Linked DNA regions of Oryctolagus cuniculus: region 2 is linked to region 1. A link is a contact called in public Hi-C data. All regions are on one chromosome and are shown on one strand. The core of a region is the stretch at or near the end of the contact, and the rest is flanking DNA. Distances in the headings are between cores, read along the strand shown. Region 1 holds the start of COMMD4 (COMM domain containing 4). Region 2 holds the start of PPCDC (phosphopantothenoylcysteine decarboxylase).

Region 1 (2,700 bases), core at 3-2,502:
GTGAGCCACGGCGCCGGCTTATTTATTTATTTTTAATGATTTATTTATTTGAAAGGCAGAGTTACAGAGAGGCAGGGGGAGAGAGAGAGAAAGAGAAAGAGAGAGAGATCTTCCATCTGATGGCTGCAATAGCCAGGACTGTGTCAGGCTGCAGCCAGGAGCCAGGAGCTTCTTCCAGGTCTCCCATGAGGGTGCAGGGGCCCAAGCACTTGGGCCATCTTCCTCTTCTTTCCCAGGCCACAGCAGAGAGCTGGATCGGAAGTGCATCAGCCGGGACTGGAACTGGCGCCCACCTGGGATGCCGGCACTGCAGGCGGCGGCTTTCCCCCCTACACCACACACCGGCCCCCGCCTGTCTGCTTTTAAGCTTGAGCGAGCATGCTAGGGGGTTTCTGCGCTCGGCCAAGTGCGATGCGGTGACTGCTATTGTCCGAGCGTGTTAGGTCGTAGTTCTACAGCACAGTCTGGGGGCGGGGGGGGGCGGGGGGGGGCGGCTTCTTTCTCAAGGTGGAGCTCAGGCGCTCCAGAATGGAGTCCCCGCTGTGCGGGTGTTGGTTCTGGCCTGCGGTGCCCGGCAGGGATCAGGGGCCGGCACAGAGCAGTTCCCTCTTCATTCGTCCTGCGCCTCTCGGCCTTCTGCTGCTTCTTCCCACTCCGCGCTGGCCGCCCGCGCCCAGGTGTCCCCCACCACCCCTCCCGCCTCGTCGCCCCTGAGCAGGAGGGGAGCTGGGCACGCCGCTCTCGGCCCCAGGGTGCACCTGCCACACTCCGGGACCCTGGGCACCGAGCCGGCTGCCCGCTGCTTGCTCTGTGCTTTGCAGTAAAAGTCGGCTTCCGGGGAACCCCGTGCTGGTTTTGGGGTGCAGGAACACGGCCCTCGCCTGGACCGCCTGGATCTGCGCCCCTGTCTGCTGCCGCTGCTAACGTGGGGTGAACAGTTGATGGAAATTCACTAAACTCGACGCTGCTCGTGTGCAGTTAGTTGTGTGCGTGTTGCTATAATTCAGTAACGTTTTAAAGTATGCCACAGCTATATTTGTGGTACTGCTTAACGGCGGGAGACGTGGAAACGACTGAGGACGCCCAGCTCCGCGGGTCCTGTCCAGGAGCCCACTCCCCGTGTCCTGCGGCCAGGATTCGCCCCATGCTGAACTGGGGCGAGGCCGGCTCCCTCCGGGTTCGGGCTCCTGCACTGCGTCCTCCGGTCCTCCAGGGGGCGCTCCCGCCCCCACGCGCCCCTCGCGGGCCACGCCCCCGGCCGCCGAGTCACGTGATCGCGGCATCAGCCGACTCCGCGCGCAGCGGAAGCCGAGGCTGCGGCGTCCCGGGCTCCCGGCGCGATGGTGAGCGCCTGCGGTGGAGCGAGGCAGCGGGTGCAGGGGCGGCGCCGTTGGGGCGCTGGTGGCTCCCGGAACGAGGAGCGAGGGCGGGGCTTCGGCTCTTCGGCAGGCGCGGTGGGGCGGAGCGTGAGACCCGCTGCCCCGCACGGCGGGGTCGCAGACCCGAGGCCGCCCGCTCCGGGTGCTCCCGTCGCCGGCCGGTGCGGAGCGGGTCTCCTGCGGGGTTGCCTGGCTCGGGAGCGTGCCCAGAGGTGCCCGCTTCCCCAGCCCGCGCGGTGGACAGGAGCTTGCGACTTGCCACCTCCTGCGTGCTCGCTCAGCTGACACCTGTCGGATGCGCGGTCTGAGCCCCGCGCCGCGCCGGGGGCGGGTGGGCGGTGAGGCGGCAGCGCGGTGCCCGGGGTGGGCTCCCGGTGCCGGTGCTGCCGCCCGCGTCCTGCTGACCCACACCCCGGGAGGCTGCAGTGGTGGCCCGAAGAGTTGGGTGCCCGCCACTCACGTGGGACACCTGGGTCGTGTTCCCCGCTCCAGCTCCGCCCTGGCCGTCGCAGGCATTCGGGGAGGGAACTAGGGGATAAGAACTTTCTCTCTCAAGTAGATTAAAACAAAAATTTAAAGATTTTTATGTACTTATTTGAAAGGCAGAGTTGGAGAGGTAGAGGCAGAGAGAGAGAGAGAGAGAGAGGTCTTCCATCCGTTGGTTCACCCCAGATGGCCACAGTGGCTGGGGCTGGGCCAGGCTGAAGCCAGGAGCCAGGAGCCTCTTCCAGGTCTCCCACGTGGGTGCAGGGACCACGCACTTGGGCCATCCCTCCACTGCTTTCCCAGGTGCATTAGCAGGAGCTGGGTGGAAAGTGGAGCAGCCGGGACTCGAACCTCCGTATGGGAGGCCGCACCGCAGCACCGGTCCCTCAAACAAATTTTAAGCAGAGAGATAGTGGACGTCTCCACCAGTGCCCCAGGTTGCTCGTGTGGGGGCTGGTTAGAAGACGTGGTAGGCCGGCGCCGCGGCTCACTAGGCTAATCCTCCGCCTAGCGGCGCCGGCACCCCAGGTTCTAGTCCCGGTCGGGGCGCCGGATTCTGTCCCGGTTGCCCCTCTTCCAGGCCAGCTCTCTGCTGTGGCCAGGGAATGCAGTGGAGGATGGCCCAAGTGCTTGGGCCCTGCACCCCATGGGAGACCAGGAGAAGCACCTGGCTCCTGGCTTCGGATCAGCATTGGAGGGTGAACCAACAGCAAAAGGAAGACCTTTCTCTCTGTCTCTCTCTGTCACTGTCCACTCTGCCTGTCAAAAAAAAAAAAAAAAAGAAGGCGTGGTCAGGGGGCCCCCTCTGAAGAGGAGAGGGAGCCACACTCTGGCG
Region 2 (2,700 bases), core at 30-2,529, 140 kb before region 1:
CAAAGGAAGACCTTTCTCTCTGTCTCTCTCTCTCTCTCACTGTCCACTCTGCCAGTCAAAAAAAAAAAAAAAAAAAAAAAGGAGTGGGCGGGGTCAGGTGGCTCACTGCAGGGCTGGGGGTTGGGGCAGAGCACAGAGAGCCCTCCCACCACAGCTGTTTGAGCAGCCCAGCTGAACAGAAAAGGGTCTGGGGGCTGGGGAATGAGGAGGGCAGAGGCATCCCCCATGCTCCCTTCCTCTGGCTGCCAATCCTGTGGCATCCATGCCATAGTGCCCTTCAAAAAAAGACTCAGCTTGGGGCCAGTGCTGTGGCATAGTGGGTAAAGCCACTGCCTGCAGTGCCAGCATCCTATACGAATGCCAGTTCAAGTCCCGGCTGCTCCACGTTGGAACCAGCTCTCTACCTGAGGCAGCAGTAGAAGATGGCCCAAGCCTTGGGGCCCTGCACCAGCGTGGGAGACCCAGAAGAAGCTCCTGGCTCCTGGCTTCGGATCAGCGCAGCTCCTGCCATTGTGGTCAACTGGGGAGTGAACCACCGGATGGAAGACCTAGGAGACCTCCCTCTCTGTGCCTCTCCTCTCTCTGTGTAATTCTTTCAAATAAAGGATAGCTCTAGGGCCGGTGTTTCGGCACAGGAGGTAAAGCCACTGCCTGCAATGCCGGCGTCCCACTTGGTTGCCACAGTGTCCCAGCTGCTCCATTTCAATCCTGCTCCCTGCTATGGCCTGGGACAGCAGCAAGATGACCCAAGTGCTTGGGCCCCTGCACCCGTGTGGACTCCAGGCTCCTGGCTTTGGCCTGGCCCAGCGCTGGCCACTGCAGCCACATGGGGGAGTGAACCAGCGGATGCAAGATACCTGTCTCTGCCTCTCTCTAACTCTGGCTTTCAAAATAAATAAATCTTTAAAATAAGATCCCAAGGCGGGAGCCCTTCGTGCCTGACGCTCGGGGTGGACCTAATCCTGCATTATTCTGCATTTCTGTTTGTCTTGAGAGCGGGGACGCCATACTTATCTTATATCCCTGTTTACCTCCCCAAAAAGCGGTTATTATTACTCAGTATTGAGTCCCCCGGTGATAAGCAGTGTGTGGGGGCAGGATGAGGGTGAGGCAGCCACACAATGAGGCCAAGCCCTGCCGAGAGTCCGCCAATACAAAGAACGCGGGGCCCAAATCATGAAAAACCGACTGTAGCTTCCGCAAGGTGGAGAAATGGACTACAACTCCCAGAAAGCAGAGCTGTGGACTACGACTCCCAGAAGGCCTCGCGGCCACGCTGCTTCCCAGGTCCTGTCGGGAGGCAGCGGAACCCTCGGAATCAGAGCGGAGGGTGGCCCAGATCACGCGATATTTGGGGCTGCCGCGAGTTGCGCCTGGCGCGGGTGAGCGGTCGCAGGGGCCTGGGAGCCTGGGGAGAGCGGAGAAGGCGCGCTCGCCGCCATGAGTCGCGGGCGTGTGTGTGTGTGAGGAGAGGCCGTGCCGCCCGTGCGACCCCTCCTCACCGCGGGCGTGCCGCCGGGGGCGGCGGGGCCCGGAGTAGGGGGTTCCCTCTGCGCCCGCCGGGCGGCTCCTCCCGCGTGGAAGGTGTCCTGTCCGCTCGCCAGCGCGCACCGCGTTTATCCCAGTGAACCACGAGCCTGCTTCCAGAAAGGGGCGGGGGCTGCCCGCGGTACCCAGGGCGGCGGAACAGTTGGTGGAAACAGGACGGAAGCCCCGGACGTTGGGGCTCCCCAGCCCGCGGGGGCCTCCGGGGCACCTGCCGCTGCAGCCGGTTAGCCAGGGCCCGAGCTCGCCCCGCAGCAGCCGCCTGCCCTCGTCGGCCCCGGGGAGGCGGTTAAGGTGGCGCGAGGCTCCGTGTGACTGGTGGGACACGGGCCCGAGCAGCGGCCGGGGTCAGCGGTGAGGGGCTTTGACGTGGTGGGTCCGGGTCCCGGTGACCCCCGGCCCTGCCTGGCCGGGTGCGCTGGCTCCTTTGTGCAGCCCTGCAGCAGCTCCGCCCACCCTTGTCCGCAGAGTGACTGGCAGGTGCCCCTGAGACCGGTCCGGGGCTCGAGCCGGGGCCCCTTGCTCCGCCCACTCCCCTGGCTGTGGCCCCGGCATGGCGGGCCCCTGGGGTGTCCCCGTAACCTGCGTGGGGTTCCTGAGGCTCAGGGCTCCTTGGGAGCGCAGGCCGCGGCTACCGCGGGGGCTCCACCCTACCAACTCCATCCAGTCGCTCCAGCTCCACACCCATTGGCTCAAGCCCCCACCCTGTTAACATGAGACTCCTGAATTTGGAGGGACAGATGCTCACAGCATAGCACCTGCCCTAGGATTCTCCGGGTGGCTGTCACGCACACCTGCCCCGGCTTCTAGAATGGGGGGTACAAAGCTGCTCAGTCCCTGGTGTGACTGCCCCGTGGCCTGGTCCCTAGGAGTGACGCCAGCCTGGGGGGCCGGGTCAAGGGCTGCTTCTGGTTTTGGGAGAATCCCCTTGTCCTGGCAGGGGTGGGGCAGGGAGGGGTTTGCCATCCCACAGGTAAGGCTGAGGCCCTCAAGGCTCCCTTGTCCCTGGGTGGACGCTCTTGTCCAGCTCTGGGCAAGCATGCCCTTGGCTGGGGCCCTGAAGTGGGGCAGAGGTCACAGCTGCTGGCCAGTGGAGCTCGGCCACAGTCACACACGAGGGCGGGAGCACGAGCGTGGACAGGGCCCAGGGCTCTG

The links. A called contact is a pair of places that touch in the nucleus more often than the background predicts.
Region 2: a contact with region 1 is called in a Hi-C map of an unstated tissue, with 2.5 times the contacts expected there. The contact joins the promoter of PPCDC here to the promoter of COMMD4 in region 1. A contact is called at or near these places in 2 of 6 Hi-C or Micro-C datasets (ear pinna and an unstated tissue).

What each region holds. Positions count from the first base shown.
Region 1 is chr12:108,610,650-108,613,349 of mOryCun1.1, reverse strand. It overlaps COMMD4 (COMM domain containing 4), which reads left to right and starts at 1,252. Exons shown (of 8, transcript XM_051834639.2): 1 at 1,252-1,343. The coding sequence starts at 1,341.
Region 2 is chr12:108,755,246-108,757,945 of mOryCun1.1, reverse strand. It overlaps PPCDC (phosphopantothenoylcysteine decarboxylase), which reads left to right and starts at 1,279. Exons shown (of 6, transcript XM_002722037.5): 1 at 1,279-1,382.